Regions from separate parts of the Zea mays genome. Here region 2 is linked to region 1. The links are chromatin contacts, called in public Hi-C maps. All regions are on one chromosome and are shown on one strand. The core of a region is the stretch at or near the end of the contact, and the rest is flanking DNA. Distances in the headings are between cores, read along the strand shown. Region 1 overlaps LOC100282385 (ubiquitin carboxyl-terminal hydrolase 6). Region 2 holds the start of LOC100192671 (F-box protein SKIP8).

Evidence for each region. Hi-C and Micro-C count contacts between places; a contact is called where the count stands out from the background.
Region 2: a Hi-C map of ear shows a contact between it and region 1, with 1.7 times the contacts expected there. The contact joins the promoter of LOC100192671 here to the enhancer-like site in region 1. A contact is called at or near these places in 3 of 25 Hi-C or Micro-C datasets (ear, endosperm and leaf).

What each region holds. Positions count from the first base shown.
Region 1 is chr3:232,440,717-232,446,916 of Zm-B73-REFERENCE-NAM-5.0, forward strand. LOC100282385 (ubiquitin carboxyl-terminal hydrolase 6) reads left to right here. Exons shown (of 18, transcript NM_001368950.1): 6 at 26-152; 7 at 738-797; 8 at 888-952; 9 at 1,102-1,155; 10 at 1,939-2,047; 11 at 2,444-2,532; 12 at 2,606-2,675; 13 at 2,842-2,922; 14 at 3,009-3,083; 15 at 3,221-3,269; 16 at 3,472-3,591; 17 at 3,678-3,752; 18 at 3,831-4,125. The coding sequence ends at 3,892. Among protein-coding and RNA genes, the nearest start is that of LOC100282385, 7.6 kb to the left of the region's middle. Within about 2 kb of position 4,540, at least 6 of the 20 cell types and tissues checked have an H3K27ac peak or open chromatin away from gene starts, as enhancers often do. A contact at or near this core is called in ear, where this site is marked.
Region 2 is chr3:232,537,107-232,542,709 of Zm-B73-REFERENCE-NAM-5.0, forward strand. It overlaps LOC100192671 (F-box protein SKIP8), which reads left to right and starts at 3,676. Exons shown (of 3, transcript NM_001137879.2): 1 at 3,676-4,282. The coding sequence starts at 3,887.

The sequences.
Region 1 (6,200 bases), core at 3,290-5,789:
ATATCATTCTTTTCTACTTGTCTAGCTATTCAGATACTGTAAGAGGTAATGGCATTGACCAAGCTTCTCATAATTTGACTGTTGCTACTCGTAATACCTTTGGTGATCTTGATCAAAGTGTTCGCCCTGTTGCACCTCTACAATTCTTGCAGGTGAGGTCACCATCATTAAGCTATTATATCTAGGCTAATAAAGTATATTTTCTCTTAGTTCTGGAGCAGAAGAGCTCATTTCGTTACTGTTGTCCTTGAAATTTTATGAGTCAGATGAAGGTCTTGAAAATGTGAATGGCCATGGCGTTTGTTCATTCAGGCATTTGAATTTGACTATTAGTTTATGCAAACTAGTGCCACATCATTAGATTTGTGCTTAAATAGACTCATGATAGATATTACATTTTATTACTAATAAAATATAGATAGACCTCATCATTGAAGATCATGGATATCCTTATAGTTATTGGTTATTATAAAAATTCTAACAACCACTAATATCTGAAAAATAGAGGGAACATAGATTAGTGTTTCAAGTAATCTTTTGCTGTTTTGATAGTTGACGAAAATATGGACCTTAATTTCCTCAGTATATATTGTCATGATTATGGAACAGTATGCTTTATGAAGTCCTGCCTTACCTTAACTATGTGATCTAGTTTGGTGGGTTGGAAGATTTTGAGGGGTCATGAGGATAAACAAATGTATAATACTGACAGTTCTTTTTTGTCTGGTTTTGAGCAGACACTGCGTAAAAAATACCCGCAATTTGCACAGCAGCATAATAATGTCTACATGCAACAGGTTCCTTCTAATCACCTACAATTAAGAGTTTGTATCTACTCTTGAATTTCTGTAATGTTGTTCATCTTTTTTCTTTTTTAAAAAATACAGGATGCAGAAGAATGCTGGACACAGTTGGTGTATACGCTTTCTCAAACTCTTACCTCAGATTCAAGGTAACCTGTTTGTTGTCAAAATGTCAACTAATGGCTCTTCACCTTGTAACCATTTATATTTATCGTATTATCTTTGTCTTCCCTGTAATTTTTATGGCAATGTTTGGCTACTTTGCCTAAAATTATTTGCCTACTTTTTTTTTCTATAGTGAATCTGCAGCTCTTCCGATGAAGCAACTATTTGGGATAGATCTCGTGAGCAGGTTCTGTCCCCCCCTCCCTTGTATTATATGCCCTATATATGTATATGTTACTTTTTGTTCTACAATTGTAGTTTGGTGCGACCGTTTATTTTTTACTCAAACAGGCAGGAGAGGTGCATAGAATAGCATATAATTATAGAAGAAAAATATGGTACAGGTCCAGTTCAAACCAGCAAAAGATTATGTGAGATGTGCCATGTGCTAATTAGACACACACCAAAAAGAACCCTGCTATACTGACATAAGGCTAGTTATCCTGTTTTATATATCTTAAACAGTACACAGACAGTTCCAACATACAACAGTATCTTATTTTATGTTTATAATTGGCCTTTACCTAATTGTTAGCTGAATACAATAAACATTATTTCCCAATGCATGTCCAGAACGGTAAATGATACAAACTGCACCTCCTATACTTTTGATGTCTGCATATCAAATACATGGGCGTCTGTGCCTGTAAAGCCTGTTATGAACTTATGATTGTTTTAGTGCTGTCATCGAGTAATTGTTGTGTAGGTGTTCCGTATTCTGTGCCTGTTTTGTTCGCGGCTAACTGTGCCACACTTTGGCTAAGGTTAGTCGCTCGTATTGAAGAACTAACCTTAGGCAGAAAAAGTTAGTTAAAGTGTGGCAAGTTAGGCAACAAACCAAACAGTCCTTCTGTTTCCATTTGGTATTTGTCATAACAACTGGTAGATTGGGTGTTCATGTAAGTATGTAACAAATATGAAATGATCGCCGTGAACTTGTGATATTTGTTGATGAATGCTTTTTTTCCAGGGTCCACTGTGCAGAAAGTGGTGAGGAGAGCATGGAGACAGAATCAGTATATTCCCTTAAGTGTCATATATCTCAAGATGTGAACCATCTTCATGAGGGAATTAAGCATGTAAGTAATGTTGTGCCGCTCCCATGCTATGTTGTATCCCAAGTTTTATAGCATGTTTTTTCAGGTATATATATCTGAAACTTCAAATTTGTAAAAGTGAAGTTAGACAATCTAGTTAATAACCTGCAAATATAACCAGCCTCCTCCGTTCTTTCCTAAAATGAAAGTGACACGATCAATCACCTCCAAGAACCTTTTTTTTGTTATTGATGCATTGAAGGAGTTGGGTGCTGTTGCATTTTGTGCTGTTCTTGTTTCTTCCATGTGGGTATTGAGGGGAAAGGGAGAGTAAAATAGAATATTGCTTGTCATGTCCAGTCACATTAGTTTCTACAGACTTCCTTCTGAATTTTCATAAGATGAAATATTTTAATCATTCACATTTTCTTTGTACAGGGCTTGAAGACAGAACTTGAGAAAGCTTCACCTACACTGGGTCGAACTGCAGTTTATACTAGAGAATCAAGAATAAATGAGCTGCCTAGGCAAGTACATTAAATCTTTGCATTTCACTTGTCCTCGTTAATACAGCAAAAAAAGTAATATTCCTTCCTTTAGGTACTTGACTGTGCAGTTCGTTCGCTTCTTTTGGAAAAGGGAATCAAACCAAAAGGCAAAGATTTTACGAGTACGTTAGTTTGTTCTATTCCCTTCCTCTTGAACAATGATTTGATGATTATAGCAACTGGGTTTTGTATGGAATCTTGTCATTTTCGTCTGTACTAGTATGGAGTTGGACATGTTTTACCTTATTTGCTAAAGTATTTCTCTTTTGTGATTTTTTTAATTTACAGAAAGTTGATTACCCACTGGAATTGGATGTTTATGAATTTTGCTCTGATGAACTGAAACAGAAACTCCAAGCACCTCGGCAGGTAGCTTTCTCTTTTCACTATTCAGTTTTGAGTTGTCAACATTATTGTTCCAGTATTGATTTTGGATGCTCAATTTGCACGTAAAGATGCTGAGAGATGCAGAAAATGCAAAGTTTGGATTGAAAGCACAAGGGAAAGCTAGCGGCTTTAAAGAAAATGAGGTAATGGTTGTGTTGTACTCAGGGTATCATTGAATCATCAGTAATAGCTGTGAAGAAATAAATGGATCAACTGTCACATTAAGCTTTCTGTTTGGGTCTTCAATCCATTGTCATGCAATTAGGGCATTTCATTTCAGGGATCATCCAGTAGCGCTGGGGAATCATCCAGTATGGACATTGACAAAGGCAAGTTGTTTGTTTCTGCCCTCATTTTGTAATGATAGAAGTGTGCGATTGCCTTGCCTTGTTGTCAAACTTTATTTCTTGGGATTATATTTTTAAGATCCAGAAAGTTTGACCCTCTACCTGTAAGGCTGTAATGATCGAGGACACTGCTAGTGTTATCTTACTAGCTTCTAAACTTAGTTTGCTCATGTGTTAAATGCAGCTGAGTCTTCTCTACCAAAGAAACAATTAACTGGCGTCTATGATTTGGTTGCTGTCTTGACACACAAGGGAAGAAGTGCAGACTCTGGCCACTATGTTGGCTGGGTAAAGCAAGATGACGGTCAGTCAATCAGTATTACAGCTTAGTTACGGTAATCAACTGTTTCACTTTATTATTAGTCACTGAAATTTCATATCGACCACCAGGAAAATGGATCGAGTTTGATGATGACAACCCAAACATCCGCAAGGAGGAAGACATTTTGAAACTATCTGGTGGAGGTGAGCAACCGTCTTACACGTCAAATGAAATATTATGTCATGAACGATTTTAACGCAGACCAGTGTTTGTCTATACAGGTGACTGGCACATGGCTTATATCTGCCTATACAAAGCCCGCATGGCGGAGTTGAAGAGTTAGGCCGGAGTGGTTCTACATTTCTGTGCCGCGAACGCAACATTAGTTTTTCTGCCCATGAGTGATCATGGTAATTATTTTTTCCAGTTCGTAAAGTGGTTACTGTCGAATTTGCTTCAATGCGGTTGGCCATTATTCACTGGGATATGTATTTTTAGGATTTCAAATCTAGTACATTTTGTGTTGTCAAAATATAGAACAAAGAAATTCAGAGGAAAGCTTCTGCCTTGACAGTGAATCTGATTGATTTGCGCCAAGTGGTTTCATCCGTGTCTTCCTAATAATAGTGTATTTAAAAAAAAAAAATCAAAACTAGAGCCTATGTAACAAACAAAAGTTTATACCACAAGCTTTACTTTCTGATTTCTATCAATTACTCAATTCAATTTAACTATAGGTATGCTTGAGTTCAGATAATTTACATAGTAGACTTAGACTTAGGGCATAGCCGACCTCCCAAATCCAATGTGTTATCAGGCTACATACTCCTTTTGGAATCAGATAAGCATACGCTTGCATTAGTGGCGTGTGTGCGGAGTCCGCCTAATTAAAATCCCACTGAATCACACCTGCATGTCAGCACATCCAACTGTTTCCTCTGCGTCGCTCGCGCGTCCTGCTAAGCTTTTGTTGGAACCATTATTACCCATGTGCAATTAGCCAACTTTGCTCCGATATAGGCATCTAGCCCAATCCACCGCCACGTTGACCCGCGCTAACCCAATGTCCGCAATTTCTTGTTATCGAGTCTCCACTCATCCATCGCAGCAGCACCATCATCAGTTTGAATTATTGAATGTTTATTTCTAAATGGTTGAAGTAAACTTTAAATTGGTGAATATTTATTCTTTATAAATTTTTTAATACGATGAATTATTTAGTAAATATTAAATAATTGAATATTTGTTTTTGTTGTACGTTGAAGTAAACTCTTCAACTTTAAATGGCTGAAGTAAACCTAATAATATTGAATGACTGGATATTTGTTGATACGCGCTATAGACTGCTGGCGATGAACTCCGTTAAGCGTGCGTGAGCCCATTTTAACTCATGGTCCCGATCAACTCTGTTAAGCGTGCGCGAGCCCATTTCAACTCATGGTCAGCTCAGTGGTTGGTTCCTTGGTCCTATTAATTTTATGATGCAATTGATTTTATGGTACGTTACACCATAGATAGACTATGAGAAACTATTGAAGCTCAACATGAAGCCATATGCAACTCAGAGCTAGCTGAAGCATAACGAGCGACCAAGCAAGCTATTAAAAAAAGGGGGTCGAGCTCCTTTTAACTTATACTTTTCTTAACTTTTTGACTAAGATAAAGTGCAATATTTATTCTTATCAGTTTAATATTAGATATGCGGACATTATCTTTACTTTAATATTAAATTTATTTTTTATAGGTATAAAATATGATTATTTGATATCGCAGCGCACATGCATTTTACTAGTACGTGTGTACAAGCAGTCTATTTTCTTTCCTAGTAGGTTATTATAATGTTTGTATCAACATATACAAGCAGTGTATCTATTTCTATGTCCCCAAACCGCTCTTCGTCTAAGGGACCGATGCTCAATGCATTAGTGGCTCCATTCACACGAGACATCTCGTATGTATGTTTGATGTAGTCGTACGCAGTCGATGCAAGCAGATGTATGCAGTGTAGTCCCTCGAACGGCGCCGGCGACGAGGAACCTGATCAGCGTTAGTCGAGCGTACGAAGCGAGCGGTCGAGAGTACGCTCCCCAAAAACCTGATCGCCCGCACACCCGTGCAAGTGTAGCTCTGCGGACGACGATTTCGGAGGCCTACGCTCTCACACTCTCTATGCTCGCAGAAGGTGGGACGAGAATGGCTGTGTGCAACGCATCTGAGACTGTTTGGTGTTCGTACGTGCTGTCGTCACCGGAAGCAGCCCCACCTCCTTCGTATATATACACGCACAGAGGGAGGCCAACGGATACTAACGGTCGCCACCAGAGTAAGGAATATTCGGACCATGGTCTGATCTACCACGGCCTTGGCTCGACCCGGTCGGCGACGCGCGCTCGTGTGGCAGTCCTTCATCCCTTTCTCATCTTCTCAATAGATGCAGCAATGGTCCATCTATTTAAGTTGGTTGAATTATCACTTGAACTTCCGGTATGGTACTAAAGTACTAGTACACCATAGCATTAAAGTGGACCTTTAACATTGACTATTATTGAATATTAATTTAGGCCAGACCCACATTAATTCAACAATCTCCACCAAATGTTAAGTCACACTAAAATGCTCTCATCATCTCAAACGTTTGATATACTGGTGTT
Region 2 (5,603 bases), core at 2,426-4,925, 96 kb after region 1:
ATCAAAGTGAAATCACTAGAGTAAGGATGGGAAGCAACACACACAAATCCGCAGCAATACGCACACACACAAGCCAAGACTTGAGCTCAAATGAAGCGCAACAAGTTCACCACTAGAACGAAGCTCAAATCACTAACAAAGTCAATCGAGTGCGCGGAGACGGAGTGTGGAAGACTTAGAATGCTCAAAATATGCTTAGGTGACTCCTCCATGCGCATAGGGGTCCCTTTTATAGCCCCAAGGCAGCTAGGAGCCGTTGGAGGCAACTTTGGAAGGCAAATATTGCCTTCTGTCGGGTGGCGCACCAGACAGTCCGGTGCGCCACCGGACAGTCCCTGTAGCTGTCCGGTGCACGATCTCCTTCCTTTTCTGGCGCATCCGACCGTTGCAGATTTGCGGCAGTTGGCGCACCGGACACTGTCTGATGCACACCGGACAGTCCGGTGCCCCCTGCCGACCGTTGGCGCGCCCACGCGTCGCGTGCGGATTGTGCGGCCGACCGTTGGCGCAGTCGACCGTTGGCTCACCGGACAGTCCGGTGCCTCACCGGATGGTCCGGTGAATTATAGTCGTACGTCGTTGAACGTTTCCCGAGAGCGACGACTTCGTCGTGGATGACTCACCGGACAGTCCGGTGCACCACCGAACAGTCTGGTGAATTATAGTCGTACGCCACCGTCGAGTCCCGAGAGTGGCCTGTTCATCGGAGGCTGGCCTGGCGCACCGGACACTGTCCGGTGCACCACCAGATAGTCCGGTGCTTCCAGACCGAGCTGGATTTGGCTGTACACAGCCAACTCCATTCCAAACCAATTTCTCCTGTTTCTAACACTTAGACACAATACATTAGTACTCAAATCAATGTACTAAGTCTAGAAACGTACCTTGTAATATGATTTGCACTTCTTCACTCTTTGGCACAAATTAGCACTTAGAGAAAATGTGTTGGACACTTAATCACCAAAACACTTTGGAAATGGCCCAAGGGCACATTTCCCTTTCAATTAAATATACCAGTTTCCGTCGGTACTTAAAGGATTCAGTTATGCAAACAGAATCTCTAACTTGGATCAAATAAAGTCTACAAGTGGCTATGTGTTCACTTTAACTGGTGAGGCCGTGTCATGGAGATCGTCTAAACAATTAGTGTCGACATGTTCCACCAAGGAGGCTGAATTAGTTGCACTTGATTCAGCAGCATTGGAGGCTGAATGGTTTAGAGACCTATTGTTAGACCTTCCAATGCTAGCAAAGCCGATACCGGCTGTCCTAGTATACTGTGACAACACTTCTGTGTTGCTGAAAGTGAACAGTAGAAAGGACAACAAAAAATCCTCGAGGCATATCAGAAGACGACTTGATTCATATCGTCATGCTAGAGAGACGAGTGTAATAACAGTAGATTACATCAAGTCTGAAAGGAACCTTGCTGATCCTTTCACCAAAGGGCTGGCTCAAAAGCCAATCCAAGCAGCGTGCATGGGAATGGGACTCGTACCCTGTTAGCAGTTTCAACTGCGGATAACTGTCTTGTGTGACCGGAGGTCCCGAGATCTAGGCTCCAGGAAACGAAGCACTGTGGAACCAAGAGCACAAAAGACAAATAGTCTCATTAGCTGTTGTGCTCTGTCTGTATGGCAGGTTGAGCGATATGCTCTTAATGAAGTCAATGCTATAAGTAGGGAAATTGTCCTACAGAATTTCCTTAACGATTTCACTTATATAAGCTGACTGTGGGGTCGCAGTCTAGTGAGCTCATGAATAGATATTGAAGGGCATGACCGTAACGCCCTGCCCCGTAAGAGAAGCAGATAATCTGCCTAGTACTATGTGCCTTTTATGCGAAGATTCTCACACTAGGGTTTGTGGATCAAGGCGTAGTCCTCCGCTTACTCGTGCAGGGTTGGAGTACACTGGGATAGGCTTTGGTTCAAACCTAACTCTTACCTCTGCCGAAAAGTAGTATATAAACAGTACGGGAGCTCAATGACATTGATCAGAAAATAAGAGTGAAAATGGTGGGGATTGCTGTTAATTTGGGGATTTTTCCTTTATTAAAAAAATAATAAGACCAGCCGGACTGGGCCACCTCAAGGCCCAAAAGGCCGAGCAGCCCAGCCGACTGGGGAGGAGCTAGGGCACCTCGGTGCTTCTGCTGGCTTACGGGAGATAGAGAGGAGGTGGCTGGCGGTGGTTGTTGAGAGCAGCAGCGGCGGCGTTCTTCGTACGCCGATTTCTGCGGCTCGATCTCCCGCCCTTCTCGCTAATCCGTTTGCCTCCTCCGTTTCTTGGCTTCTTAAAGGATGGGCAGTCAACCTCTGAGGAGCATGCAGCAAAACACCGGTTCCTGGTTCCTCTCTCCAGTTTTCTGTTCCAATCGCACTGATCCATTCGGTCCTGGCGTTCTTGTGTTTGGTTCGCTGGTGGTGATTGAAAGAAGGTGGAGGTGGTGCTGCTAGTGTGCAGTGCGTTTCTCCTGTGTTCCAGTGCTCCACTTATGCACGTGTGTGGTGCTGTTCGTCTGATTATTGTCCACCGTGGCCTGGTGCTTGGGCTCCCTGCTGCGCGGTGTTCTTCTTCTCGGGCTGGTGCCGTGGACGTCTCCCTCGGCTCCGGCAGCGGCCCTAGTATCTCCGTCAACCTCCCGCCGTGCATTGGCGGCGGAATTGGTTTTCTGGGACAGAACCTTGTGTTCGCTGAGCTGGTCTTCCCATATAGACAATCTACGTGTTGTGAGTTAATCGCTGCATCTCTATATTTATTGAATAATTTTGTGCAATCTGCTAGTATTATATAATTGGGTGTGATTGCACTATTGTGGGTGGATTTGTTTGCTCAATGATAATAGCGGTATAGTGAGACAACGTGACAGTCTAGGTTTTAGTGTGTTGTTAATTTCAGCATCAAGTATTTATTTATGCCTAATCATATCTCTATTTGTTAAGGCTGTTTATCTGTGTTAAATTCTGTTGTTTTATTTATTACACAACTCCTTACTATTAGTATTTATACTTGATTATTAGACTTATTACATCTGATATAAAACCCTGATTTGATAAGATTAGACTGTCACGTTAGTCGAGGATCTCTGATCACCATTTAGCGTTGGAGGGTTGTTTATTACAGCAACCCACTATTTTGAGAGCAATATAAAAAGATAAACAATTATGTTTATGTGTTTAATCTGCCTTCTTCATCTACAAGCCATGTTTAGTTTTGAAATGAACCTGAACAGCTATTTTACATGTTCACATGTCTTAGAATTGCTACTGTTCATTGCTGCTATAATTTCATATGACATTTATTTGAGTTATATGCCTATTTTATTTGGAATTAAAATATTTAATATATTTAAGTATAATAAAAGCATGTCACTTGTTTCTCTAATATTACAACAATTATGTGATGAGTAAGATGAAGGGGTTCATAAGGTTTATGATGTAGAAATTGAAAGATTCCTATTATCACAACGACTTAATCGATTCTATGTCTATATTAATTTTGAACTATTTTTATCTAAACTATTTTCATAAAAACGGACTGAAAAACTATGTGTTTGGGAAAAAAAGGCTGAACTAGGCCGATTTCGCAGAACCGAACGCCGATCCGGCGATTGCGTCCACGATTTCGCAAATAGCCCAAGCCCAACTCAACCCATTCTCTGTTCGTCTTCGTCGATCCGAAACGAAAACCAGTAACCACCCTCCACCACCGCGTGCTCCGTGCTCATTCCCCATCTGCCATCTCGGCTCCTCCCAACCCAAACGACAAAACCCTAGCCTCCTCTTCCGTGTGATGGGATGCCGTCTAAACCCTACCCCCACTCCCTGACCTCCTCTACTTCCTCCGCCGCCGTGGCCCCCGCGACCTGGATGTCCGCATCTGCATGGACGGCGCCCGAGTCCTGATCGCCGCTAGTGCCACCGCCGTCTGCTGCCTCGCCTGCGCTGTCTGGATCTTCCGCTCCTCTTCCTCCTCGTTCCCCGCATCCTCAAATAAGCACCAACCCCCTCCCGCCAACTTCTGCGGCTGCGCTTCCTGCGGCTGCCGTGACGCCAAGTCCGCCAACGGCGAGATGGCCGTGGGCGGGGAGAACAAGAAGAAGGCGCCGGAGCCTGCTCCGCCGGAGGCGCCCTCCATGATGGAGCAGCTCGTGCCCGAGATCACCACCCACGCGCTCAGCTACCTCGACTACACCAGCCTCTGCCGTCTCTCCATGACCAACTCCGCCATGCGCCGCGCAGCCGACGACGATGGCGCCTGGAAGGCACTGTATCACAAGGTGTGCTATTGGGTCTGATGCTCCCACAACCCTCTCTGAACTCTTCTCCTCGACTGGACTACTGTCTGATTGGCAATGTAGTTTATCATACCTGCTTTATTTCCACTGCACGTAATAGGACCATCACTGTCTTGAGGTTTGGGTGTATTACCTCTCTTCTGGTGCATACAATTATATCGTTAGGGTGCTTGCCTCGTGGGACGAAGAGGGTAGGTTAGGGGTTGGGATATGGAACGACCTCACTCGAAAGCTCGTGTTGAATACGATGGAGGGATATGATTTTTTTTTCCTTTGTATGTTTTTTATTTGGAACCCATGCTAATTTCTCTTAGTAACTAACTTTTTTTTTGTAAGACATTGAAAACATCCATGTCTCTCATCAGTCACACGGGATGACCGAACTTGCCATGGCATCTACTCCCATTTCTGAACTGAAGGAACCAAGGTTATTAAAACGACAAAACGTTGAAACACTCATGGATGGAGTTTTGACTTTTAAACGTTTAAACGAGTTTAAACATAGTTTTAAACAATATAGAAAAATATCAATATATCATAATTTCAGACAATAACATGAGGTTAGTAGCTTACCAAACAGAGGCAGAGAGGATGAGAGGAGTCGGCTGCTAGCCACCGGACGTGCGGAGCTGGCTACGGAACGTCCGTAGAGGTGAGGACGCTCAAATGCTGCAGCTGCACGGAGCGAACAGTGTGACTGCACAGTGCAGGGTGCACACAGCACGGAGGGAGAGGGGCGGCGGCGCGGCGCGGACGGCGTCGACTGCGCGGCATAGGGCACACACGGCACGGAGGGAGAGGGAGCAGCTTCAGTTCAGCGGCACACAACACAGAGGGAGATGGAGAGGGCACACATGGTGTGGCGAACGGCAGCAGCAACACCTTGAGATGGCGGCGGCAGAGAGCAAAGAGCAGAGCACATGCCATGCCACTGCTAGCCATCGGGCTTCTAGGAGTAGGGTGAGTGCTGCGGGTACTGGCCTAGCCTGGGCCCAAAAGTAGCTAACGGACTAGGCCCGAAGTAGCTAAAGGTCTAAAACGCATGAAAAACGTTGCGTTTTACAGTTTTGACTTTTGAACGATTAAATGCCTATAAAACGTTGTTTTAGGCCAAATTGTTTAACGTTTCAGAGTTTCAGTTTCTAATTAGCGTTTTAACGTTTACAGATATGTCGTGGTGATGACTTCACCTTGTTTTGTTTCAGTTTCTGGATCCTTCCTGGTGTTTTCATAATCTTCCCATGTTGATAGGCATGTGCTTGCCTATGACAAGCAAGAAAGCTTGTGTTATGCACATGTACGG